Linked DNA regions of Mus musculus: regions 1, 3, 4, 5, 6 and 7 are each linked to region 2. Evidence: chromatin contacts called from public HiCAR-type, HiChIP or PLAC-seq, capture Hi-C and promoter capture Hi-C data. All regions are on one chromosome and are shown on one strand. Each heading gives the region's core, a stretch centred on a gene start, on an enhancer-like site or on the middle of the called end of the contact. The rest is flanking DNA. Distances are from core to core; before and after follow the strand shown. Region 1 overlaps Mindy3 (MINDY lysine 48 deubiquitinase 3). Region 2 holds the start of Rsu1 (Ras suppressor protein 1). Region 3 has its middle 130 kb from the start of St8sia6. Region 4 has its middle 20 kb from the start of Mindy3. Region 5 overlaps Stam (signal transducing adaptor molecule (SH3 domain and ITAM motif) 1). Region 6 holds the start of Itga8 (integrin alpha 8). Region 7 holds the start of Mrc1 (mannose receptor, C type 1).

What was found. Promoter capture Hi-C pulls out the DNA fragments that hold promoters and counts their contacts. HiCAR-type assays count read pairs that join an accessible place to other places. HiChIP or PLAC-seq counts read pairs in DNA pulled down with a chosen protein or histone mark. Capture Hi-C pulls out chosen DNA fragments and counts their contacts.
Region 1: a promoter capture Hi-C map of liver shows a contact between it and region 2, with 4 times the contacts expected there. The contact joins the enhancer-like site here to the promoter of Rsu1 in region 2. A contact is called at or near these places in 5 of 39 promoter capture datasets (the 3T3-L1 cell line, the C10 cell line, hippocampal neurons and 2 more), 1 of 484 Hi-C or Micro-C datasets (B cells) and 2 of 115 datasets of contacts at active chromatin or transcription factors (both in embryonic stem cells).
Region 3: a promoter capture Hi-C map of pre-B cells shows a contact between it and region 2, with 3 times the contacts expected there. The contact joins the enhancer-like site here to the promoter of Rsu1 in region 2. A contact is called at or near these places in 3 of 39 promoter capture datasets (the C10 cell line, hippocampal neurons and pre-B cells), 1 of 15 datasets of contacts at CTCF or cohesin (large pre-B cells), 10 of 484 Hi-C or Micro-C datasets (CD4 T cells, MC3T3-E1-derived osteoblasts, the Patski cell line and 5 more), 8 of 115 datasets of contacts at active chromatin or transcription factors (astrocytes, bone marrow-derived dendritic cells, bone marrow-derived macrophages and 5 more) and 3 of 9 other capture datasets (adipose tissue, embryonic stem cells and liver).
Region 4: an H3K4me3 HiChIP or PLAC-seq map of bone marrow-derived macrophages shows a contact between it and region 2, with 20 times the contacts expected there. The contact joins the enhancer-like site here to the promoter of Rsu1 in region 2. A contact is called at or near these places in 13 of 39 promoter capture datasets (the 3T3-L1 cell line, the C10 cell line, HPC-7-derived erythroid cells and 8 more), 3 of 15 datasets of contacts at CTCF or cohesin (the NIH/3T3 cell line, large pre-B cells and pro-B cells), 52 of 484 Hi-C or Micro-C datasets (B cells, the Ba/F3 cell line, CD4 T cells and 41 more), 28 of 115 datasets of contacts at active chromatin or transcription factors (the 230-238 cell line, CD4 single positive thymocytes, CD8 T cells and 22 more) and 3 of 9 other capture datasets (adipose tissue, embryonic stem cells and liver).
Region 5: a contact with region 2 is called in an H3K4me3 HiChIP or PLAC-seq map of bone marrow-derived macrophages, with 7 times the contacts expected there. The contact joins the enhancer-like site here to the promoter of Rsu1 in region 2. A contact is called at or near these places in 6 of 39 promoter capture datasets (the 3T3-L1 cell line, the C10 cell line, cranial neural crest and 3 more), 1 of 15 datasets of contacts at CTCF or cohesin (pro-B cells), 23 of 484 Hi-C or Micro-C datasets (B cells, CD4 T cells, LSK cells and 18 more), 10 of 115 datasets of contacts at active chromatin or transcription factors (acute myeloid leukemia, astrocytes, bone marrow-derived macrophages and 6 more) and 2 of 9 other capture datasets (adipose tissue and liver).
Region 6: a contact with region 2 is called in a HiCAR-type map of astrocytes, with 5 times the contacts expected there. The contact joins the promoter of Itga8 here to the promoter of Rsu1 in region 2. A contact is called at or near these places in 10 of 39 promoter capture datasets (the 3T3-L1 cell line, the C10 cell line, cranial neural crest and 5 more), 6 of 484 Hi-C or Micro-C datasets (3T3-L1-derived adipocytes, the N1E-115 cell line, embryonic limb bud and 3 more) and 6 of 115 datasets of contacts at active chromatin or transcription factors (astrocytes, bone marrow-derived macrophages, embryonic forebrain and 3 more).
Region 7: a capture Hi-C map of macrophages shows a contact between it and region 2, with 4 times the contacts expected there. The contact joins the promoter of Mrc1 here to the promoter of Rsu1 in region 2. A contact is called at or near these places in 8 of 39 promoter capture datasets (the 3T3-L1 cell line, the C10 cell line, HPC-7-derived erythroid cells and 4 more), 1 of 484 Hi-C or Micro-C datasets (B cells), 1 of 115 datasets of contacts at active chromatin or transcription factors (astrocytes) and 2 of 9 other capture datasets (liver and macrophages).

Annotation. Positions count from the first base shown.
Region 1 is chr2:12,381,589-12,384,848 of GRCm38.p6, forward strand. Mindy3 (MINDY lysine 48 deubiquitinase 3) reads right to left here. Exons shown (of 15, transcript NM_024185.4): 10 at 515-595. Among named protein-coding and RNA genes, the nearest start is that of Mindy3, 36 kb to the right of the region's middle. Within about 2 kb of position 1,258, at least 35 of the 459 cell types and tissues checked have an H3K27ac peak or open chromatin away from gene starts, as enhancers often do. A contact at or near this core is called in liver, where this site is marked.
Region 2 is chr2:13,269,415-13,272,757 of GRCm38.p6, forward strand. It overlaps Rsu1 (Ras suppressor protein 1), which reads right to left and starts at 2,001. Exons shown (of 9, transcript NM_009105.4): 1 at 1,786-2,001; 2 at 1,497-1,608. The coding sequence starts at 1,605. It overlaps Gm13270 (a long non-coding RNA gene), which reads left to right and starts at 2,163. Exons shown (of 3, transcript XR_865976.2): 1 at 2,163-2,298.
Region 3 is chr2:13,922,832-13,925,944 of GRCm38.p6, forward strand. No RefSeq gene overlaps it. Among named protein-coding and RNA genes, the nearest start is that of St8sia6, 130 kb to the left of the region's middle. Within about 2 kb of position 1,405, at least 5 of the 459 cell types and tissues checked have an H3K27ac peak or open chromatin away from gene starts, as enhancers often do. A contact at or near this core is called in pre-B cells, where this site is marked.
Region 4 is chr2:12,438,121-12,441,543 of GRCm38.p6, forward strand. No RefSeq gene overlaps it. Among named protein-coding and RNA genes, the nearest start is that of Mindy3, 20 kb to the left of the region's middle. Within about 2 kb of position 1,626, at least 55 of the 459 cell types and tissues checked have an H3K27ac peak or open chromatin away from gene starts, as enhancers often do. A contact at or near this core is called in CD4 single positive thymocytes, CD8 T cells, CD8 central memory T cells and 22 more, where this site is marked.
Region 5 is chr2:14,128,854-14,132,143 of GRCm38.p6, forward strand. It overlaps Stam (signal transducing adaptor molecule (SH3 domain and ITAM motif) 1), which reads left to right. Exons shown (of 14, transcript NM_011484.3): 7 at 126-318; 8 at 2,171-2,265. Among named protein-coding and RNA genes, the nearest start is that of Tmem236, 44 kb to the right of the region's middle. Within about 2 kb of position 2,013, at least 99 of the 459 cell types and tissues checked have an H3K27ac peak or open chromatin away from gene starts, as enhancers often do. A contact at or near this core is called in LSK cells, acute myeloid leukemia, adipose tissue and 4 more, where this site is marked.
Region 6 is chr2:12,299,966-12,303,245 of GRCm38.p6, forward strand. Itga8 (integrin alpha 8) reads right to left here and starts at 1,979. Exons shown (of 30, transcript NM_001001309.3): 1 at 1,612-1,979; 2 at 873-1,006. The coding sequence starts at 1,817. E030013I19Rik (RIKEN cDNA E030013I19 gene) reads left to right here and starts at 1,281. Exons shown (of 2, transcript NR_040353.1): 1 at 1,281-1,624.
Region 7 is chr2:14,227,281-14,230,794 of GRCm38.p6, forward strand. Mrc1 (mannose receptor, C type 1) reads left to right here and starts at 2,134. Exons shown (of 30, transcript NM_008625.2): 1 at 2,134-2,293. The coding sequence starts at 2,233.

The DNA.
Region 1 (3,260 bases), core at 8-2,507, 890 kb before region 2:
TTAGATTTAAGGCTGACAGCACTTCTAAGACCTAGGTACTGTTAAAAAGCCCTACTGTAAACACAGAGGAAAAGAGCCCAAGAGATGTTGCAAAGAAACTAGGGTTTAAATGAAGGTGTTTGATGCCAAAGCTTTTACCACCCCACTGTGGAAAATATTACGTCTTGTTAAAAAGAAAGATTTAGAAACCATTTTATGTAAGAATCTAAAATAAAACTAAAATGGTTTCTTCCACATCTCAGCAACTTCTAAACAAAATCAAAAGCCAGAGCTCTTGAGTCAGCAGAGATAAAGACATGTAATGGAGTCAGGAAGGACTTCACTGAGGTGACTCCAACCCCAGAGCAAAGCAACAGTGTTTTCTGTAGTGTGAACTGATAAGATTTCTGGGAAACATTCCATTTATTACTGGCTGGATTTTCATCTGCACAAAGATCAAACTAAATATGGACTCACAATATTACTTGTTTGGCTAATATCATTGTGGAAAAAAAAAAGTCCCCTATAAGCATACCTTGGCAAAAAATACGGTGAGGTGAGTTTCGCTGCCAACAATCCAAATAGGGAATTTTGGAGATTTCAAGTAAGAACCAACCTAGAATAAATTCAGCAAAGTAAAACAAATAAATGAAAGATTTTATGCTGTCCCTTAAATATTTGTGCAGAAATATGTGAAACATAACAGGCGTTCATTAACACTTCTTACCACAGAGGTTAGATGGTAAGTGCAGACAGGACCTGTGTCTAAGCTTATACTGCATCTTTAAACCAGACACTGCAATGCAGATCTTACATACACATGTGTCACAGCTGGAAATGAGGACTTTAGATCAAGAAATCCTATATAAGATTGTGCCACAAAGCTTCTAAGCACTTCATTTGTGACTGAGAAAAAGTTTAATTTTGAGCACATAAGACAGATTTACACAGCCTATCATGTTTACACCAACTGACTCTACACTTCCATGAGGACACTTCCTTTGAAAACAATGAATCTTCGCAATCTCCTTTGCTTTTCCTCCTCAGACTGGGAAACTGTAAGAAATGACCTACAGCACTCAGGGCACATTATCCTTTTCTATTTAGCCAGCAGCCCCTATTTTAGCAGCACAACAGCCCTTGGGAATTTACTCTCACCATGAGGTGGAAAACAGGAACTCTTGTATTCATGGCAGAAAACTTAGTTCCCTTGCCCTATGAAAGCAGGGATGAGTCAGCTGCGCTAACATGCAACAGAATGCCCACCAAATAGGAAGGCTCCTTTGAGGGCAGTGGAGAGGAAATGAGTGAGGAAAGGGCAGCTGCTCAGTTAGTCGATGTGGCTGTGGAGCTGAGCAACAAGAGACCTCGCTTGAGAGAGTACAGAGAGGTGCATGGTGGCAGGCAGGGCCTGGCTGAACTTAAGCACCAACTGCAGAGCTAGAATCACAAACAGTTGCCCGGGCACCTAGACTGAGTCACAGACTGGACATTCTAGCTGCTGCTTAATTTCTCTTAGAAAAGGCAAGTGTGCTTCACTTAAGGTAGAGGTTTAAAAGGGGGGTGTAAAATGTTATAGTTGAAACCGCTGAACTAATGGTGCATTTGATCATAAAATCAGTCACCACAGTACACAACATTGTCCTTATTTTGGAAATCAAAGTGCTCTAATAGCTGAATAGAATTACCGTGTGGCCAGGCAATTTAATCCTGAGTACACCATAATGTAAAAACATATGGCTATAAAAATAATATGTGGACAAATGTTCACAGTAGCAGTATTTATAACAGCTAAAATTGGAAATTATCACTCTGAAGTCTTAAATATGAATCATGAAGATATTTCCATAATGAAGGGAGGTAGGTGTGGCCGTAAAGGGAAAAGGAGAGGCTGATGCATAGTTCTGAATTATGTTCAAAGGGTTAGATGGCTAAGTATTAAAAACACCCAAATTAAGTTCTTAGCAATCAGAACAATTGCTTCTGCAAATCATGTTAGACTAGGCTAATCTGTTCTTCTTCCTGAGACTACTAAGGTAAATAATTAATGATAAAGCCTCCTTATAAAGGCAGAGAGAGAGAGAGAGAGAGAGAGAGAGAGAGAGAATGAATAGAGAAGACTCTAGCTACTCTATTCTTCAGGACAAATTACATTTAAAGTTTTACAATAGGAACAGGATTTTGTTTTTTTTTTAATGTATAGTTTGAAACATCTATGAGTTAATGGGTGGAAACAGATTGATACACTATAAAACAAGAGTGGTCTCAACATAGAAAGAAAGAAATTACTAATACACAGGTGAAGGAACCCACAGAGCCAGAAAGTTGAACTGTGATTTCTGGTGTGAGGAAGAAGGAGTGGCTGCCCGGTTAGACCTACTCTTGGGGGAGTGGGGTGTGTGTATGTGAGGAAAACCTTCCAGAACTAGGTAAGGACGATGGTTGCACAGCTTTACAAATATAGCAACATCCACAGAACCATATACATCCAAAATGGTGATCTTTATGAGATATAAGTTATGCTTTCTTATTTTTAAACACACCGCTAAAAGCATCATTCTTTATTGGTGTGTGCATGTGTGTGTAGAAAGGTTATAAATAGGTATTGCTTCATTTATGTACCTAAATATATATGCTGAAAATAAATTAAATGATAGTGTCATTATTAGAAAGCAATCTGTTCCACTCTCAGAGAATGGAGAAATGTTTAGATTTATAACATTTATTCAAACATAATTCATTCCCTTTGTGCCATTCCCCTAATTATCTGGTGAAACGTAAGTAAATACGTGTTGGCTGAGAACTTGCATACTGCTGAGGTTACCTATAGCATTTTAGACACCGACTATTGGGTTTGATGTCCAGGTTATAAACTAGTCAGTCTCCTTTAAGGATAGCTGATAAAACTGATACCAATTCATTCTCTTCATGCTCCTCATACTCCAGATCAGTCTATTTGCCCATATGTCAGGTACCAGACATGGTTACAGTCTTATGGCACAGAGCCCACTGGAATTATTCAAATCAGCACATCATGACAGCCTAGGGAACCAAGCTAGTTCCACCCCTCTTGCCATGTAGAATCTGTGCCTGCAGCTCCAATTTGCTGGTACCCAGTTCCCAAGTGAAAGCCATTGGTGGTTTGATTGTCAGCTCTCTTTATCTCTCATTTATAAGCAACCTTGCATCAGAGCATTAGAATAATCCTGTAAAAGTCTAATACCATTGGGGAAGAGATTTAAAAAAAAAGAGTCACCATAGAGGAGTCATTCCTCACAAAT
Region 2 (3,343 bases), core at 751-3,250:
ACAAGAGTCTTCATGCCTAGGAAGCTATCCACTGACTTTAAGGTCTCTGTACAGCTCCCCTCTGGTTGATGTTCTAACATCCTACTCTGACTCCTATCAACATTTAGAGTGCCGACTGTGTTCCAGACACTATTCTCAAGAACACAAGCATGGCATTGCATATTCTCTTGGTATTCGAATGAGGAAGAGAGTCTACTGGATTAAAAATAAATTAATTGGACTGGAGAAATGGCTCAGCGGTTAGGATCACTGGCTGGTCTTCCAGAAGTCCTGAGTTCAATTCCCAGCAACCACATGGTGGCTCACAACCATCTGTAATGGAAGCCCTCTTGTGGTGTCTCTGAGGAGAGCAACCGTGTACTCACATATGAAATAAATAAATCTTTTTTAAAAAATTAATTAATTAAAGGCTATGCAATCTGTGCCTTGTAGAAAGGTGGGTTCACACAGGAAGATAGAAAGAGAACGTTTTTCATAGGCTATGATGTCTGAGCTGACTCTTGGCAGTTAAGTTAAGGGACGTCAGGTGGAAAGGCATATAGATAAGGAGACAACAGACTTGCAAGTCAGGAAGATCTGGCTGCTCAGGGTCACTCAGTGGAGCTTATTCAACATCGCTTGGAATGAATGCATGGAAGGGATCGGTTTATGATCAGAATCAGACCTTGTATGTCCCGCTGAGGAATGTGGGGGTACCACTCTCAACAGTTAAGCTCTCAGAGGATCCAAATGAAGTCACAGGAACCTACAGAAGCGTGGTGACTTACTTAAAAAGTGTTTTCAAAGACCAGAATTAGTTTGCAGAATTTAAAGATCATGAAAAAGTGGACACTAGAATTCTCAACACAAAATCTGGCGATAGTGATGCAGCATTTACACATGGGGATAACCGTCTCCATGTGGAGAAGAGGAGATGCCCATGAGAAGGGCACAGGCAATGGAGTTTATGACCATTCCCACTTGTACTGAGTTCCCTGTCTGGTTTTACAGATGAGAAAAAAACAATAAAGTAAGAGTCATATAAGTTCACAGCTGAAAGCAACACCCTGATTAAACGGGTGCTGAGCTTGGATCACAAGATTGAGCAATGCCTGAACACAAATGGGAGAATGACCCAGGAATACGTAATGAAGGAAAATGTTGAAAATACTACTGGCACAAGAATTCTTACTATGCATGTAATTTTTGAGTACCACCAGCTCATGATTCATAGAGTAAAACGTGACTTCCAAATTACAAACAAAAATGGCTACTTGGGACACTACATGGAAGATGGACTTCAAAGCTATGAAGCTCCCTCACCCGCTGAGAAGGAACTGCAGCACACCTCGTGTGACGTTCTCATCTGGTTCACCAGTCCCAGCAGAACTAACTGTGGTTTGCAAGCTCCTGACAAGTGACCAAGTGACGAGCAAAGGTGGAATGGCAGGCTTCCGAAACTCGCCTCCCAAGAGAGCAGTTACTTACAAACTTAGCAACTGTCCAAGAGAACTTACACAAGCCGTTGACATCCAACATACTGGAGATACCCCTGTCACTCATGTCCACTTCCGGCTGGTTCTTCTCCCTGCTCTCCTCCACCAGCTTCTTCAGTGACTTGGACATGTTCTGTAGCAAAGGACAACAAAGCACGTGGATGATGGCAAAAATGGGAGCCTGGGGGTTGTGGGGCAGGTTAAGGCAGGAAAGGAGCAGAGGCCCAGGCTGAATTCTCCAGGGCTGCCTAGGGGAGAATGGGTATCACCATGGAGTCCTTAATGGAGGACTTGGACCCCGCACACTCACCGCAGCGAGCAACACCTGGTGGGTGTGATTAGGGACCTGCAAGGGAAACTCGGGTGGAGAGCGATGAACTGGATCAGCCGAAAACAGGATCCCGCAGCAGGAACACACCCTGTCCCAGCGATCGCGCAGGCGCACACAAAATCCGGCCAACCCCACGCCCCTCCCGGCCTGACACTTCCCAAATTAGGAGAACTGTTTCCCAGCTGTGGCTCCAGGCGAGGCTCTGCCCACTGAAGAAAGTGGACCCCGAGGCGGACCAATCGTACACGTTTTAGTCTCAGAGACTCCGCCCTACGCTGAGGAACGCCCATCTTCTTGAGTTTGGAACTTGAATTGGACTCAGCAAGTGCATGTGATCTAGATTCTGCGCATGCTCAGTAAGCTAGCTGAAGGACAAAGTTCTGTGGGCGGAAGCAGGGGATTCTAAGCTGGTCGCTGGTACCGAGGTAGACTCTTAGAATGCAGCTTGTGTTGAGGGATTTGGAGTTCCGTCCTGAGAAATCCACAAGTCAGGTACTCTCTTTTGTCCTGCGTCTTTCGTTGCCGGTCCCCTCCCACGGAGAGTTGTTACCGTGAGTCCCTCGTGTGCCCCTGGCTGTCGCAGACCTGGTGGAGGTATGAGGTCTGGATTATGGTAAAGATTCTGAAGACAAAGATTCCGCCCGAAACTTATGTCCTCAGCTGGTAACTCACAGGTTTCTGTATCTAACTGTTTTGCTCCGTTCCTTTTGGTCTTGGGAACTGGAATCTATCTCCCTTAGGGTTAGATGCTAACAGTAAACCACGACTATGTCAGAAGTCTGAGTTGGTGTTTACACCCATGAACCGTGAAATCTTGGCTCTTAGAACTCTCCCACTTTCTTCAAATAGAATGGATGGATAGATAGATAGATAGATAGATAGATAGATAGATAGATAAACTTTCTGCTGACCCTCTGGGTTCTACCTCCTAATGACTAGATCTTGATGACCCAGTAAAAAACTTAATCTTAGTGACAATTTCACACTATTAAATAGGAAATCATTCCAGAATTATTCCTCTGGCATTAGGTACATGACAGATAAGCAGTCAGACAGACGTGCAGAAGTTTAGACACACATATATAAGCAATGAGCCAAGCAGGTACTAGAAAAAGATTCGGCACTTTGAATTTGAAAGCAGAAATTTCTCCTTAAACACACTTCAGATGAAACGATGATACTTGCAATGCAGGCAACTTGCATTGTCCAGGCCTCATCACTTTTTTTTTTTTTTTTTTTTTTGGTTTTTCGAGACAGGGTTTCTCTGTATAGTCCTGGCTGTCCTGGAACTCACTCTGTAGACCAGGCTGGCCTCGAACTCAGAAATCCGCCTGCTTCTGCCTCCCAAGTGCTGGGATTAAAGGCATGTGCCACCACGCCCGGCTTGCCTCATCACTTCTTAAGCTAGACATTTGCTGAGAGCACTGATCTAGCACAGTCTCATACAAGCTGTGGATGCAGTTTCAGTTTCTGTGAGCCCTCTAAGCCCAAAGCATCAATATTTATTAGTGCTTTTTGAAAGGTTACTGATAGTTTT
Region 3 (3,113 bases), core at 155-2,654, 650 kb after region 2:
AGCAGACCCCCAAGAGCTTCCAGGGACTAAGACATCAACAAAGGAGTACACATGGCTCCAACTGTATATGTAGCAGAGGATGTGGTTGGAGTGGGTGGGTGGGTGGAGGAACACCCTCATCGAAGCAGGAAAGAGAGGATGTGATAGAGTGTTTCCTGGAGGGAGGGAAACCAGGAAAGGGGAAAACATTTGAAATATAAATAAAGAAAATAACCAATAAAAAAAAAAGAGAGCACTTGTTCCTCTAAGGGACTCTGTTAATGTCAGTCTTCTGGGATCTGATACCCTTTTCTGGCCTCCTTGAGCATGGCACACACATGGGACACTTAAATTTACACAGGAAAAACACCCTTACACATAAATAAAACTAAATCTTAAAAAATCAAACAAAATAGCTCACCAAATACCAGGGTATAAAACCATAAATAAATTAGTCTTCAAGAAAACATAAAGTTCTAAAGGAGTTATTAGCAATCTTCACTTTCCCTTTCTATTTAAATTTATTTTCTATATTTATTGATGCTATGTTGAGATGAAGATCTCTCTCTCTCTCTCTCCCTCTCTCTCTCTCTTCCCCCTCCCTCTCCCTCTATCTCTCTCTGTATGGGGGAGAGGGGTGTCAATGATTGGTGTCTTTCTCATCTACTCTTTGCCACCTTTTGAAATAGTCTTTCAAAAAATTTGAGGCTAGGCTGGCTGGCCAGTGAGCCACAGGGTTTTCACTTCCCTGTCTCTGCTTCTCACTGCAAAGTTAGAGGTGAGAGAGAGGCAACTATGCCTCTTTATTTGTTGGTTTTCTCTTTAAATCAAACCCAAATTTTTTCACAACAAGAACATTACCCACCCTGCAAGTTCCCCTGTGTCAAGATGCATGTTTTTAAAATAAGGAAGCAAGGTTTTGAAAGTGATTAGTATATACTGTTTTTAGTATATTGTCCTCTTACATCAAAGCCTAACATATAGAAAATATCTAAAGGAAATAGACTAACATTTGAAAGGCAGTAACAGTCTTTAGAGATATATATTTTTCTTTCTTAGCTTTATTGGTGCTTGGCTCATTTTTTTATGGAAGAACATTAACTTTATTTTTAAGATAAAGTATGGATGTTTGCTATCCAAAAGACAAACCTGACAGTTTTGACAGATGTACCACAAATTCCCCTGACATTTCCTGCTCAAGCACTGAAAATAAGCCCAGACAAGGGTGTGATGGACGGGAAACTGTTTTTTATTTAGTCATGTCTCCAACATTCTCCTTTGGTTATGTTCTTCCTCTGTGTAGACTTCACTTTCTTCATCCTTCCTTTCCCCCTTTCACACAGTCTCTCTTTCTATTTTTAAATCCCTTCTTTCCAAACAGACACACACTTTTGTTTCATTTTCATCAAGAGGTGATGTTCATTCAAGTGTTCACTCCTATTATGCCCAGAGAAAGCACTCCTGCCCTGACCCTCTCACCTCTATACATCCTTGCTTCCTTGGGCAGAAATAATGAGATGCCTAGATTTTTCCCCCTCCACATTATACCTACCACCACAGTCAATTCATCAAAAAAGAAACTCATTTCTTCCTTTGTCCTTTGCCTTCTACCTATATCCTAACAACCTTACAGTCTTACAAATGTTTTTCTGTCTTTGTTCCTCTATATTTTTGCTCAAAACCTTGCACAAGAAAGGGAACTTAGAGTGTGTTCACTGGCACAGCCCTCTAAAGCTCAACCTCTCTCAAAATATGGTCCATTTTGTTTAAAAGAACTGTGTAGATATTACAGAAGATCTCTGCACTGTAAATATCTTACATATTGTATAGACACATCTCCTGTCAATTAAAAAGCCTACAGCCATTGGCTTAGGTGGGAAATAGAAGGTGGGATGTCTGAGAGGGGAAAGAACTCTGGGATAAAGCTAAGTATGGGAGGTGTGAGGGAAAAAATGTGGCAAGAACAGAATGGCCAGTGAGAATTCCACCACTGAACCACCAATGTTCAGTTGGTAGAGCATGAGATTCTTAATCTCAGGGCCATGGGTTTGTGTCCCAATGTGGGTGCCATTTTGTTTCAGTTAAGCCCTGGTTCTTCCTCCACACCTACATTTCCAGAAATAAGACTCATACTCAAAATGTATTTACAAATACTTCAGCCAGATAGCTAGGCTCTACTCTGACTAGATCATAACTAAAATAACCCAATTATTTTAACCTGCATTCTGCCACAAGGCTGGTTACCTGTGTTCAGGTACCATGAGTGCATCATGTCACATTTTTTCTTGCCTGGCTCTATCCCAGAATACATAAGATATCTTCTCTATACTGCAGTGTTCAAAAGAACCTTGTGTTAGTCAGCTTTCCATCTCTATGACACAATATCTGAGAGACTCCACTTGAAGGAAGAAACTGCCTCTCAGGTTCAGAGGGTTTAGCTGATGCTCAGCTTGCTCTGCTGCTCAGGGGCTTGAGGGAAGGGAGAACATCAGGGTAGGGAATACAGAGCAGAGTAAGGCTGTTCCTTTATCATGGTGAGGAAGCAAAAAGAGAAGAAGAAAGGGAGGGATGATCTAGGGATGTAATTACCCCCTGAAGAGAACCCTTAGCAATATAGTTTCCCCAGCTAGGCTCTGCCTCCTGATGCTTCACCACCTTCCAAGAGGATGATCAGCTGACAACCAAGCCTCAAGAACATGTTGGGGATGCAGTCCAATCCTATATACACCCTGTAAAACTGGTACAGCTTTAACACTAAACACACTCATCTGTGACTGTTTTTAAAGTTAGCAAAAACAGGAACATCCTTTTATGTATAATAAATGGCTGTGACACCTATGAACTAGTTCTTTACCTTGAAAGAATCTGAATTGTGCCCATGGAGTGGATTTCAGAAAAATCAGACCCAAAAATCAATGACATCACTAGAAAATTCCATGAATAATTTTAAAAAAATCATTATAGCATGCACATTGGAAACAAGAAGAAATCACAGGGGAAAACAGAAACTGATCTGAACCTAGGGATAGTAAAATGTGATATATGCAAATCTGTGGGATACCAGGGAAGCAATATGTAGGGCAAGATCTACATGGCTGAGAAGATGGCTCAATCAGTAAAGAACTAGAAATGTA
Region 4 (3,423 bases), core at 376-2,875, 830 kb before region 2:
ACACACACACACACACACACAATTAGTGTTAGCAATAATTATCTTCTATGGCCTACACTTGAATACATAAGGGGAAACTAGTCTTAATCATATATTCTCTTATGCTCATACAATGATGGGTCCTTAAGACATCCTGCACATTTCTACTGAAGGCCATGGTCAGAGCGGTGTCCAAGTAAATCAATCACTATGTAACTGTCTCATTACGTCATGTCCCAGCAAGCAAAGGCCTATGCTTGCCTTCTGGATTTGATTTTCAGTATGTAATCTTGTCACTTAGGTCAATTCTGCCATCTCAACAACAGGTGGTGCCATTGGATTATAATTTGAATTTAGTGAAAAATGAATAAAAGCATCAGTTGGCTCTGTAAGCACCTCATCCTTAAAGAGTATCTGGTTACTGCCTTTGCTTTGTAACAAGATTTGATTTAGGAGTTTGAAAATGTATGTGCTCAAATTACATTATAAAATAATTGTATCCTTCCAGTACAAAATTGTAGAAACTGTAGGACATGTGAATGTTCTTTTGTCTAAAGAGAAATTAATAGCCTCCAAATAAAACAAACAAAAATAAGATTTTAGTAGGCTGCTAAATATTCTGATATTTGCTTTAATATTTTTAGGTTATAGTAAATCTTATTTTTTTCCTCTTGTGATTTTTAAAATATTGCTGTGTGCTAGAAATAAAAAGACCTCTAGGTTTTTTTTTCCATCCTGAGAAAACAAAGATCTATCCAGTTCATACTTACATTTCTTCTTATTCAAATGCCACATGAAACTCAAGAAGAACGAAGACCGAAGTATGGACACCTTGCCCCTTCTTAGAATTGGAAACAATCACCCATGGAAGGAGTTACAGAGACAAAGTTTGGAGCTGAGACAGAAGGATGGACCATCTAGAAACTGCCATCCAGGGATCCATCCCATAATCAGTCCCCAAACGCTGACACCATTGCATACACAAGCAAGATTTTGCTGAAAGGACCCTGATATAGCTGTCTCTTGTGAGACTATGCTGGGGCCTAGCAAACACAGAAGTGGATGTTCACAGTCAGCTATTGGATGGATCACAGGGCCCCAATGGAGGAGCTAGAGAAAGTACCCAAGGAGCTAAGGGGATCTGCAACCCTATAGGTGGAACAACATTATGAGCTAACCAGTACCCTCCGGAGCTTGTGTCTCTAGCTGCATATATATCAGAAGATGGCCTAGTCGGCCATCAGTGGAAAGAGAGGCCCATTGGTCTTGCAAACTTTATATGCCTGGGAACACCAGGGCCAAGAAGTGGGAGTGGGTGGGTAGGGGAGTGGGGGGGGAGGGTATGGGGGACCTTTGGGATAGCATTGGAAATGTAAATGAAGAAAATACCTAATAAAATTTTTTTTAAAATGTAACATTGATCTTAGCTGTGCCAGATAATTCTTTGTAGTCAAGTGCTCCCAGGAACAACACAGTGGAGATGGCTTTCATGTTGCTGCAAGATACATGCTTGGGGTTGTTTACCCCATCTTCCTGGCCATAAAGAGAGCACAGAGAAAAGTGCAGAAGCCCTATCCTGCTCAGACCTCTATCCTCCCTCCCTACAGAAACAGGAAACGAGGTTTGTTTAAGGAGGGTTTTCAAAGCCACAGTGTGAGCACAGAAGACTAAGAAGCAGCTGGCACAAGTCATAGAGAGACTGCTTGAGGTATCGTGTAATGATTCTTGGGGATTTCAGAAACCATTAGATCTTCTAAACTAATTAGTCCTGTGTTGTTGATTTGGGTGATCTGAAAAACAGCAATGGAAAACAATGTATTTCTTTAGCAAGCCCAGAAATGTCAACAGTCGCAATACCAAGACAGGGTCCAAACTAATTTTAGAAGCAGTTTGGATCCATTAGATGAACAGGTAAGCATATAGAAAATTCAGTCACAAAACAGATGAATAAGATATATCGAGAATCAGAAACCTGAGCTATGGGGTATAAATTACATAATGTAATCAACACATTGGACACATTTTACTAATAAAGTGTGTGATAATCTTAAAGTCACTCTCTTTAACTTTACTAAGTTAGGATTTATTTTCAAATTTTCTTGCTACTGAGCTCTTTGAAAGTTCTTGTTTCACAATTGAGTTTTCAGAAGTTACACTCAAAGGAAACATTAGAACACCCACTAAGAAGTCTCTGCAAGTCATGTGCTCTCTTGTTACACAATGTGTATGGGCAGATTGAACTTCAACTGCCACTAGCCATGCTTACTTCCTGGCAGAGTGGGGGAAGGAATTTAGAGAAAGAAGCAATAGAAGGAATAGTTCAAATGTCATTTTTATTATGGCAGAGACATTGAAGATTGTGTATTGCTCTCTATGAACTGTACCACAATACTTCTCTGTCTTCATTGCAGTGACATACAGGAGCAGAATATCTTTGACTTTCATATCTGGAATTTTTTTTTCTAATTGAATTGACATATCAGGAATGAGAAATACGCTTTTGCTGGACATAAAGAGAGTGAAAGAAAATTCCAGATGTCTTTTGTTAACATTCTTATGTGCCACTGTACTCTGAATATCAGGTTCTAATCCAACTTGTTTGGGGTGATAGACTGTATTCTCATCCACTCATCCATCCAGGGCTGGAGAGATGGCTCACTGAGTAAGGCTACTCAATCTGAATGCATGGGGATCTGAGTTAGAAACCCCAGGACCTATATAGAATGACAGACATGGCTGCACGAGCCTGTAACCCCTGCAGTGAGCACCTGAGGCAGGCTGATCCTGAAAGCTTCATGGCTAGCCATCCTATGTGAAACAGGAAAGCTGTGCTTCAGCAAGTGTGGTCTTTTGTTGTTGTTTGTTTGTTTGTTTGCTTGTTTTTATTTTTTACACAAATCAATTGAGAAAAGTGGATATAGATATTATATACATGTGTTACAGTTAATAACTGAAGTTCATGTAACTTACATAAAAGATAAAAGGCAAGAGCTTCACTTGCTATGGCTTAAGGTCATAGAAGGGGTTGTGGATCTGCAAGATGACAATTCAGTTGCACTGGAAAATAATCGAGGAAATAAATCTCAGAGCCTTGTCCACATCCCTTCGTTTAGGAGAAAATTCATAAAAATATGAAATATTAGTTAAATCTTCAACTGTTATGAAAAAATAAGGAGGGGGCATGTCACAAAAGAGGGGAAGTAGGGAGAGGGTCACTAATAAGTTAAAGATATTACAAGATGAAACATATGCAAAAGAGGTGAGAAAGATATGTAGAAATAAATCTAGCATTGGAATGGCCAATGGAAACCATCATTCTAGAATGCAGACGAAGGATTCGAGCAATTGAATAGAGTGTTAGACACATAGACAAAGAATAAAGAATGAAAATGAAGGTAATTGACTAGGGTGAGCTTCCTAAAGAGACAGAGGACTGACTCAGCA
Region 5 (3,290 bases), core at 763-3,262, 860 kb after region 2:
GTATATAACTGCTAATGGTTTGTTATTATATGAGGGTATGCCTGTTATACTATTGGAAAATAATACTTCCAGTGTATTATTGGCTGTATTAACATTGGTGGTCTTTAAACTCTCACTGTTTGCAGCTATTGAGTTGTCCCTGAAGGAGCAAAGGCAGCAGTCAGCCCCCGTGTCCACGCTGTACCCCAGCACATCTAACCTCCTCACTAACCACCAGCACGAAGGCAGGAAAGTCCGCGCCGTGTACGATTTTGAAGCCGCTGAGGATAATGAGCTTACCTTTAAAGCTGGAGAAATCATTACAGTCCTTGATGACAGGTAACAGTTAGTTACACATTGAACACTCTCGTAAAAGTATATCCCTAATAACCTTGCTTTAATATCTTACTGAATGTCATTCCCAAACATAGTCAAAATATTGACAACATGTTTTAGATGATGGTTAACTTGCTGCCTCAAACTATACAGACTCATTTTGTAGTATAATTTCCCCCTAATTTATGTTACTTAAATAATTTTTATTTGTTTTAGAAACCTGTTTTGTTTTGCTCCATCCAATAATTTAAATTGTTAAATTGTTTAAAAGATTAAAGTTTTAGAAGATATGGTGGGTTTATTTGAAGAAGTTCATGATCTCTTGATAGTATCCATACAGAACCATATATCCATATAAAACATAATAATTTTTTGCTTATGGTATCATGGGAGAACTACGCAATATCAGTGTTTTTAGAGTTTACCCACATGATTTTGTATGTAAAGTGAATCATAAAGCATTAGAATTTGTAACTGCTTTTTAAAAATGAATTTGGATTGATAAAGGTTATTTTTATAAAAGACTTTAAATTTTATTGCTGTAGTCTTTTTAAATAGCCCAAATTTACTTATCCACATTCTGAGATTGAAAACTCCAAGCTCTGGCAGATTTGGAAAATGGTGAGGGCTCTTTCTGGTTGAGACACAGCTGTGTTCTTACCATGCTTTCACATGTAGCAGCAGGAGCAAAGAAGAGATCAGGACTCTTATAAGGTCACCAGTTCCATTGAAGAAAGTTCTGCCTTCATGAATTAGTCACCTTCCAAACTCCCCCTTCTGACACTGACAAGATTTCAGCACGTGGATTTTAGGAAGATAGACATTCAGACCATTAATATTTTCATAAAGCAGACAAACTGATGTAAAACTTGGGCTCGTTAGCTAGCATTGCAATGTGGTCATTAATTCTTTGGAAAAGTGTTGATTAAACACTTGCTGACTTTTTCCACGGAAGGCACGGGGACAGTTTTGTTTCAAGTTATATGCTATGGGTAGCGTGAGAGATCTCTTACATAGAAGCCCAGGTGACTCCTGACACTCAAGGCAGTACGCCTAAGGGCCTCTTTTGGGGAAAAGAGTCCATAGTTTTTGTTTGTTCTGTTTTTTGTGGTTTTGAAGTTGAGAATGATGCAAGCTTTGTTTACTTTTGAAAGATAATGCATCAGATCTGCACTTCTTCTAACATTCTGAAGGAAATAAACAATATTAAACATTTCTCATTGAAAATAAATAATACCCTGTTTGATTTGCTCTGATAACCAGTGTCAAAGCTGGAAAGGAGAAGTGTATAAGGCCCATGGCATTAACGGCTGAAATAGAGTATTTGATTCTGAGAAAATAAAACCCATGGCAGGGAAACTGCCTACAGTCAGGAGCTCAGTAGGGATTGGCATATGAAGGTTTACATATAAACATTACACGTGTGATTTGACAAACTGAAACATTTTTTAGGTTCTTATTTATGAGAACAGCAACAAAAGACAGACAACTAAAATCCACATTCGAAACTCTGCTGTATTGTTAGGAATCCATGCGAGACCATAATAGTACCAGGAAAGCATGGCGGATTATAATCGTTACACTGTTCCTAGCTTTTTATTGCTTCTCCGAAGATTTACTGACCTTGTGAGGGAAAGAACTGCAGCTATAAAAGCTTCTGTGGGTGAGGCTCACTTCCTGTTTGCCTTAGAACCTCACTAACGGATGGTGGGTGCCGCAGGAGCTCCTCACTCGCTGTTTGCGAGAAGAGACTGCTCTCTCCTTTACTGGATTGCGGTGATAGTGCAGGATAAATGCTAGGACTACAGAATAAGCCCTTCTTAATGATGAAACACTCTTTTCCTGTTTGTCACAGTGATCCCAACTGGTGGAAAGGTGAAACCCATCAAGGCGTGGGGCTTTTTCCTTCTAATTTTGTAACTGCAGATCTTACTGCTGAACCAGAAATGAGTAAGTACTTTTCAGTCTGTTGGTAGATGGTAGATTATCCATAATCTTGATGAAAGTTGAGTAAGCTCAACTTTATAGGGAAATGACTTAAGTGTTTTGCCTCTAGGTTTTTTTAACAATGAAATTCCAAGGTGCACATTATGGTGCGTGCTTGTAATCCCAACACTCCTGCAGTTCCAGGATATGAAGGAGTGGTGCTACACAGCCAAGTGATGGCTACTCAGAGCTACGCAATCACACTTTGTTTCTAAAAGTCAAATAAAGATCCTTACTAGAAATAATCTACGTCTGCCAGAATTTGTTCTCTCTCCTTCTGAATAGGTGCCATAAAAGGCACAAATACACGAAGCAGTCTTGTACTGTGAATTCTTTTCTCATCCCCGAGAAAGCGTGGCAAATGCAGTGCAGCATTACAGACTCTGTTTCCTGAGTGTTTCTGCTGTCCAGTCTTAGACTTTTCAGTACAGCCCGTAAACCACTTTATGGCCACACTCTGTCAGATTTGCAGAAACTAGGTAAAATCTTATATAATCAGTCACATAAAGACTTTTGTGTTTGATTTCAAACCTTGCTAAATTGAAAACAAAACAAATGTGATCGTAGAGAAGTAGTACTGGCAGCTGTAATGTAAGTAGGAGATAACATTGCCAGGGCCCTTTAATAGTGCTGTGTCCTGTCTCTAGAGTCTGTACATAGTTGTGCTGTGATAAATCTTCATATTAAGAATCATTTGACAAACGGGAAGTGTGGAAAGACTTCGGTTAGTGACTGAAAGGTTCAGGATCTTAAAAGAACTTTTATATATAAATTCCTAATCTGTGCTCATCTGCCAGGATCTCTCACTTTTTCTTTCTGTAAAATAGGTAGAAAGATTCAAAATTAGTTAAATGCCACAAGGTCTGTTATTCCTCTTTAGTTGACAAAAAATTTAAGGAAGAATCTTTGTTGTAGCTGTTTTGCACCTGGTACTGAATCTTAACCACAATATATACTGTATACATCTTCTTAGAATATATGGCGTGGAC
Region 6 (3,280 bases), core at 729-3,228, 970 kb before region 2:
CACATTTACATAAATCCTAGATGCATAAGTTAGATAACCACAGGACCACAGGGAAAGTAAGAACAATGTCCTAAAGTATGACGTGTACAAGGAATCTTAATTTATTGCCCATCACGCCGTCATTTGACCTGACATATTTGCATCTTTGAAAAAAAAGAGGGTATTCTCTAATAATATATGTTATTTGAATGCTAACATTTGGGTGCTACAAGCTAAAACACCGAGTGATGGTGTTTTCAAAACACCCCTTTTAAATTATTTTCTTAGGATCCAAGTTAAAAACAGCAGATGAAATGGTATTTTCCCTTTAATTAAATAAGAAACATCTGTCTGGGGGATTTTTGGAAATGAATATAATCCATCCACACTCTGCCTGTAGTATTTTGCATCTAATGTCCAGTATTTTGAAAGAAAATTCTTTCTGTAAAGAATTAGAATGTCAAGCACCCCAGGTTGCAGTCTGGATCTACTACAGGGCAAGTCTCACCTCCGGACTTGGGAACTAGAGAATTACAAATACTCCAAGCGAGTCCTTTATCAGTCTCCACCTCTATATTTGAGGACCAACCCGATTCTCTATAGTGTAGGTTATTTTGTAACTCTGGCCGGCCTCGAACTCACAGACACCAGCCTGCCTCTGCCAACCAAGTATTAAGCCTGTGCTCCCCTCCCCTCACAGCTGTGGGTTTCTACTGGTCCCAAGCACCTCCTCCCCTAGTGTTCACCTCTGAACAGTAGGGAAACGGATGTTACCAGATGCATCCAAACACTCAGATTTACATTAGGAGGGGGGGAAAGAACACTAAATTGCCGCGAGGAATGGCTCTGGTTCTTTTCAACCAGGGGCCACACTACAGGTTAGCATCACTTACTGGTGGTGTCAAACGGTATCTGCTTGCACTGTGCAGACCTCTCTGAGGGCCAGGGACAGTAGTAGACAGCTCCCCCTTCTACGATATCCGGCTGGCTAGTGTTGGCTTTGGGTGCCCCCACTAAGACACTGGCTCTGCAAAGAGATTGGAGAAAGTCACTCCTCTGGGAACATTTACCCGTGTGCCCAGTCTGTAGAAGCATGCCCACCGGACTGCGGCAGCAGCGGCAGGCACAAACAGGTTTATTGTGGAAAGACTGCCAAACTTGATTTCCTCTTTGGAAGCCTATGAGCACCAGAAACCTGGTTTTGGAAGAGGCTGCTAATGGTTCTGCCTGTCTAGGTGGAGGTAGGTGGAGACTGTGATGGGGAAGGCAGATCCCAACTGTCTGCAACCTAAGGCGCTATGAGATTCCGTAGGAACAGACTGCGCGGTCCTTATTTTAAAACTGACCTGAGTCTGTCCCGCCCCACTCTCTCCTTTGTATAATGCTCTTGTCTTTGAATCCGAACTTATATACCAGTGGAGCATCTCCAATCCCAGATTCATGGGCACATCTATTTAGCATAAGTCAGGAGGAAAGATGTTGGTAGCAGGCAAAGAGCAGAATCCGACCCGGAGTGGGCAGTTGCCTGAAATATCAGACATCCTTTCCTCCTGGCTGCGGAGACCTCTGAGAGACAGAGACAGGACCTGGAATCGCGCGCCACCAAGCCACCAACCCAACCCAGCAACTTACGTGCGCGCATCAGGTATGTAGAAGTCCAGTGAGTAGCCGAAGTAGCTGCCCTCGGGGCCACTGTACACAGTGAGCTTGTCCACATCCAAGTTGAACGCCAGACACGCAGGGGACCACAGCATCCCCAGCGCGGCCGAGACGCAACAGAGACGCGCGAACGGAGGTGCCCGGTTCCCCGGGGGACCACAGTGGGTTCCCGCAGACATCGCCCTCCTTCCCGAACGCTGTTCACCCGGGATCGGGAGCCGTGGAGCCCAGAGGAGAAGGCCTGACGCTCCCCAGAGGCCGGTGTCCCGGGTCGGTGAGCTAGGAGCGTCCACAGTGACAGTCCTCTCGCCCTGTGCGGCCCGCCGACCCCGCTGCTCTGGGCTTGCAGCAGCGGATCCCGCGCTCGACCCTCTCCAGCCCCTGGCTGGGGCCGGCGCGCTCTTCGCGCCCTCTAGCGGCTAGTTCTCAGGCTGCAGGACGGAGCTTGCGGTCTAGGACCGGGCAAGTGCCTGTTGAGCCCGCTAGATTTCGAGTCTCTAGTTTAAGGACCATCTAAATTTTATGGATGTCACCTCAAGTCATTGTTTTGGAGAAGCGGTGTTCCATATGCGGCGAGAATTTAATGATTTCCCAATATTGCGCAGCTCGGATACAAGCATACAAAAGAGTATACCAACTCCAGAAAAGAGTGGTTATATGGCTGTCACCTCTACCTTTGAGGGTAAATCAGTTTCTTCCTCAGTAAATGGGATTTGATAATGGAATGTAAGAACCCTCTTCCTCTCCTATTCCGCTGACATACTAATACAAAAATCCTGTAGGTTTTCTCAGTCTTTCTCAAGGGCATCTCTGGCACATTGTATGATTTGGTATAAACCTCTATCCTATGAGGTTGTGATGAAGGACTGCAAAGTCAGAAATGCTGCAGTTAACAGTTTTCAAAAGCAGGGCTTGGGAGTGAAAGTTTGAGACAACAGGATCTCTTCCTCACCAGTACTAGTTGTTGATCTTTCGAGGAGCCCGAAGGTGAAGGGAGCAGACTAGAACTGTGTGTATAAATGGTTTTTTATAAATACAAACTTTTCAGGACATAGATTGGTGATAAAAAAAACAACATGACTCTGAGGTCACACAGAATTTAAGTGTAGGCAAAGAAGTGTGGGACATGGTGACACATACCTGAAATCCCAACACTGTTTTGTTTGGGGGCAGGGGCTGTAATAAGAGGATCTTTTGTTGGACAGCCTGGGCTAACCTAACAAGTTCAAGACTAGCCTGAGAAGGCTGTGTTAAATATATATATATATATATATATATATATATATATATATATATATACACACACACACGTGTGTGTGTGTGTGAGAGAGAGACAGAGACAGAGACAGAGACAGAGAGACAGAGAGAGAGACAGAGAAGGGGCAAGCTGTTTCTGGGTAATTTCAGGAAAGTTGGAAACAAATTTAGATGTAGACAAGAATTTGAATAGGAGACTTAGATTTGGACCTCCCGGAAGCAGATGAGGGAAACACTGAAGGCACTAATCTCCTAGCATTAGATGACCATGTACAAGATCGTAGTGAAAAGGAGTATCCAAGGAGTGGTCTGAAATAGGGCTGGATGGATCCTGAGACCAGGGATCCAGGCAAAAGTAGCCAAAGCAGAAATATGATAGGCACCA
Region 7 (3,514 bases), core at 884-3,383, 960 kb after region 2:
TAGCCCCCTGGGAACTCCCAGAGACTGAACTACCAACCAAAAGCATATGTGTGCTGGTCTGTGGCCCCTGGCACATATGTAGCAGAGGCCTGACTGCCTTATATGACCTCAGTGGGAGAGGATGGTCTTAATCCTGTAGAGACTTGATGCCCCAGGGAAGGGGAATGTGGGGGGAGGTGAGGTGGGAGAGTTGGGGTGGGGGTAGGGTGATGGGGGTGGTGGGGGAGCACCCTCTCAGAGGCAAAGGGTATGGGGTGAAGAACTCTTGGAGGGAGGACAGGGAGGGAGCAATGTTTGAAATGGAAATAAATAAAATAATTAAAAAAAAAAAACCCGAGCTCTGAAATGGATGCTTCAAGGATTTGAAGAGACACCAGAAGTGAAAAACGTGCTATTTTCCCACAGTTCCTGGCAATACAAAGATTGTTTTAAGGCCTATGGAAATTCCTCTTCCTCCGTTACCTGAAATTACAGATTTGTGTTGACTTGCTCACCCCTCCTAACCTGATAAAATCTTCCAATAAGATAAAAATGATGGAGACAAATCCTTTGTGGGATGTTGGACTTCACTTTATATCACATCCAGCGTCTCGTTACTGATTCTGATTTTATTCCTGTGCATGTAAGACACGTTGACATAATAAAACCATGGATATACAGATGCCTGCAATTCAGTTAACTCTTTTTTTTCCTCTTCAAATAAGTCAAAGCAAACCCCAATTAGGCAAAACAATTTGAATGGCTTGCATTTAAAAGACCAATTAAAACATTTTTTGGTCAGCAAGCATGATGGGACACACTTATAATCCCAGCTCTCAGAAAGTCAAAACAGAGGAACCAAGAATTCAAGGCCAGCCTGCGCTACAAACGCAAGACTGTTTCGGTGTTCCTGTGATAAGTCAGTTACGCAGTGATTGAAAAGGAAACGTTTGCAGCCTCTCACCAGTTGTGGGAGAATTTTCTTTGTCAGTTAAGCCTTGATAGAATGAAAAAGAACGGTGGGTCCCTTCTCAGAATCTTCCTAATTTAGGCTTTTTAAAAAGAAAATTCTTGAGAGAAACCACAGCTTATTGGGAAATGAGTGTGTACCTGCCTCAGCGTGGATGGGTCTGAACAGCTTTTCACTTGAAGGTAAACCATCTGTTTACAACTTCTAAGTCGCCAGTGTTTCCAGAGCTTCTTTTTGAAACGATGACATTTCCCACGCTCCAGTTTCAGGTCTTCCCTGACTAACCACAAATATCCATTTCTAAATATTCTTAATTCTTGTTGAACGTCTGGAAAAAAAAAATCAGTGTTTAGGTGGGTTGTGTGGTGCTTTGTGAACGACCCTGCAAAATCATGAAGACGAAACCCCACTGTCATCGAATCAACAAGCAACTTTTGGACTCAAGCCAGGCTTTCTTTTGCAAGAGAGAGAGAGAGGTCTTCCCTTTTTCAAACTCTGAGGACTGTAATGGTTGAGGCCTGGCAGCGAACCGACAACAAAGCTATTGCCACTATTTCCTCTGGCTTTCTAAGGAAAGCTGCTAGAACTTTCTATCCCTGGGCTTCATTGAGGTTGTCTTAAAATTAACTTCTGTCATTTTCCTTCTAGAGACAGGGGCAAAACTCTACGTGAACCATACCTTTGATCCTTTCCAAGGAGTGTGTGTGTGTGTGTGTGTGTGTGTGTGTGTGTGTGTGTGTGTGTGTGTTGGTGCTCGGGCTCTAAGCCTGAGCAGGAAGAGCTTCTGATGCTTTCCAGCGAGTGTCCTCCCTTTCTGACTGTAGAATTGTGGGTGAGAGCCTCCACAGCTGCCTCCTGGAGACTTTTTCCCACCCAGATAATGGCCTCCGTTTGGTTACTGCCCAGCACCTGTGGAGAGCTCAGCAGGGCTGCCTCTCCCTGCTGCTCATGGCCTGGGTCCTCACTTCTCCCCACTTCCTGCGTTTTCTCCTCTCCTACACATGTTCCTCTCTCCCCTTCCTCCTGTGCCTTAGCTTACGAAGCAAAGTTGTAACTTTGAATTCCTGTTTTTCTAACCGCCCCCATGTGACAGGATATCTCTCAATTGGAGGGTTTTCCTAAATTCAGGAGTCCTTTAAAAGGGACAGCTTCCTCTGTCCTCCTTTTCAGTCAGGCAGCTCCCAGACCTTGGACTGAGCAAAGGGGCAACCTGGGGACCTGGTTGTATTCTTTGCCTTTCCCAGTCTCCCTCTTCTCCCTCATTGGAAGATCCACTCTGGGCCATGAGGCTTCTCCTGCTTCTGGCTTTTATCTCTGTCATCCCTGTCTCTGTTCAGCTATTGGGTAAGTCTGTTTTGAGGTGGGGGCTTTGCATACCATTTTGTTTGAAGTTTATGCTAAAAGTCCTGTGTACATCTGGAAGAGGAATTGAGCGATCTGTGTTTTTACCTGACCTTCATCAAGCTTGCACTTGGCTTTGACCTGAACACACCAGGGTGGGAGTTGAGCTAGAGTCAGGCGATGCTGTTGCTCTCTGTTGTTAGATGTTGTCCAAGATGAAGCCCCCCAGCACCTCCGTCCTCCTGAGGACATCATGTCTGGGTATTTCTACCTGGTTTGTGCAATGCCTTCTTGTTTTGTTGCTTGCCCTAGTTCTAGTTTCCAGTTTATGCCGTTGCTATCCTACTCCCAATAGATAGCGCTGAGTATCTCGGGTGGGGAAAGAGGAACTTGCAGCCCCTCGTCCTAGATGCAAATTGATAAGGAGAGGACGCGGGGATTCTCACACTCGACTTTTCCCGTGAGCCGTTTCATTCATAATTTCTATTGCTAGAAAGTCCGCCCTTTTCTGCTTCCAGAATTGTTCATATTGTCTCACAGGTGGATGTGTTCGATGCTGAAGTCTGAAAGTGGTTGATATGTCCGTAGGAACAGATCAGGGCTCTTTAGATGCGCAAGGGCATTGCTGAGTCAGCGTTTCTCTGGATTCTTAAGCACCAGTATGGAAGGGACTGGGAGAGTTTGCACTCCCAGGTCTATTTCGAGACTATTTTGGCTTTTCAACACCCTTCACTTCCATCAGACAACTAAAGCCTGCTGGACACAGTTCGTACCCTTGGTCTTAGCCGAAGTCCTGTGGTGACGCTGATGCCAGGAAATTCTCTAGGGAACTGTATGATAAAGATTTTCTCAGTTTTCTTAGGAATGTTTCCCTCCTTGAGACAGCAGGATGCCTCCCTAATGCCGTTCTCTTCGTGACTACAAATACTGGGACAGAGTGTGAGGTCTTGTGGGTCACTTGGTGGACCCAGTTACAGGGACACAAAATGTGAGGTCTTTCAGCTCTCTCTAGAGAGTAAAAGGCGAATATAAATGGGCACAGGAGAGTCCCTTCCAGATCCAGATGTCTTTGTGTTACTTGAGAACCTGTGATTTCTCAGCTCCTCACTGGGGGTTGGATTCTAGACTTGTAATCTGTGGTAGATCCACACCCTCAGACTCTTTTTACCATTTATTTATTTCAAAACAATGTTTTATTATGCTTATTGCATTTTGGTGTGAGTG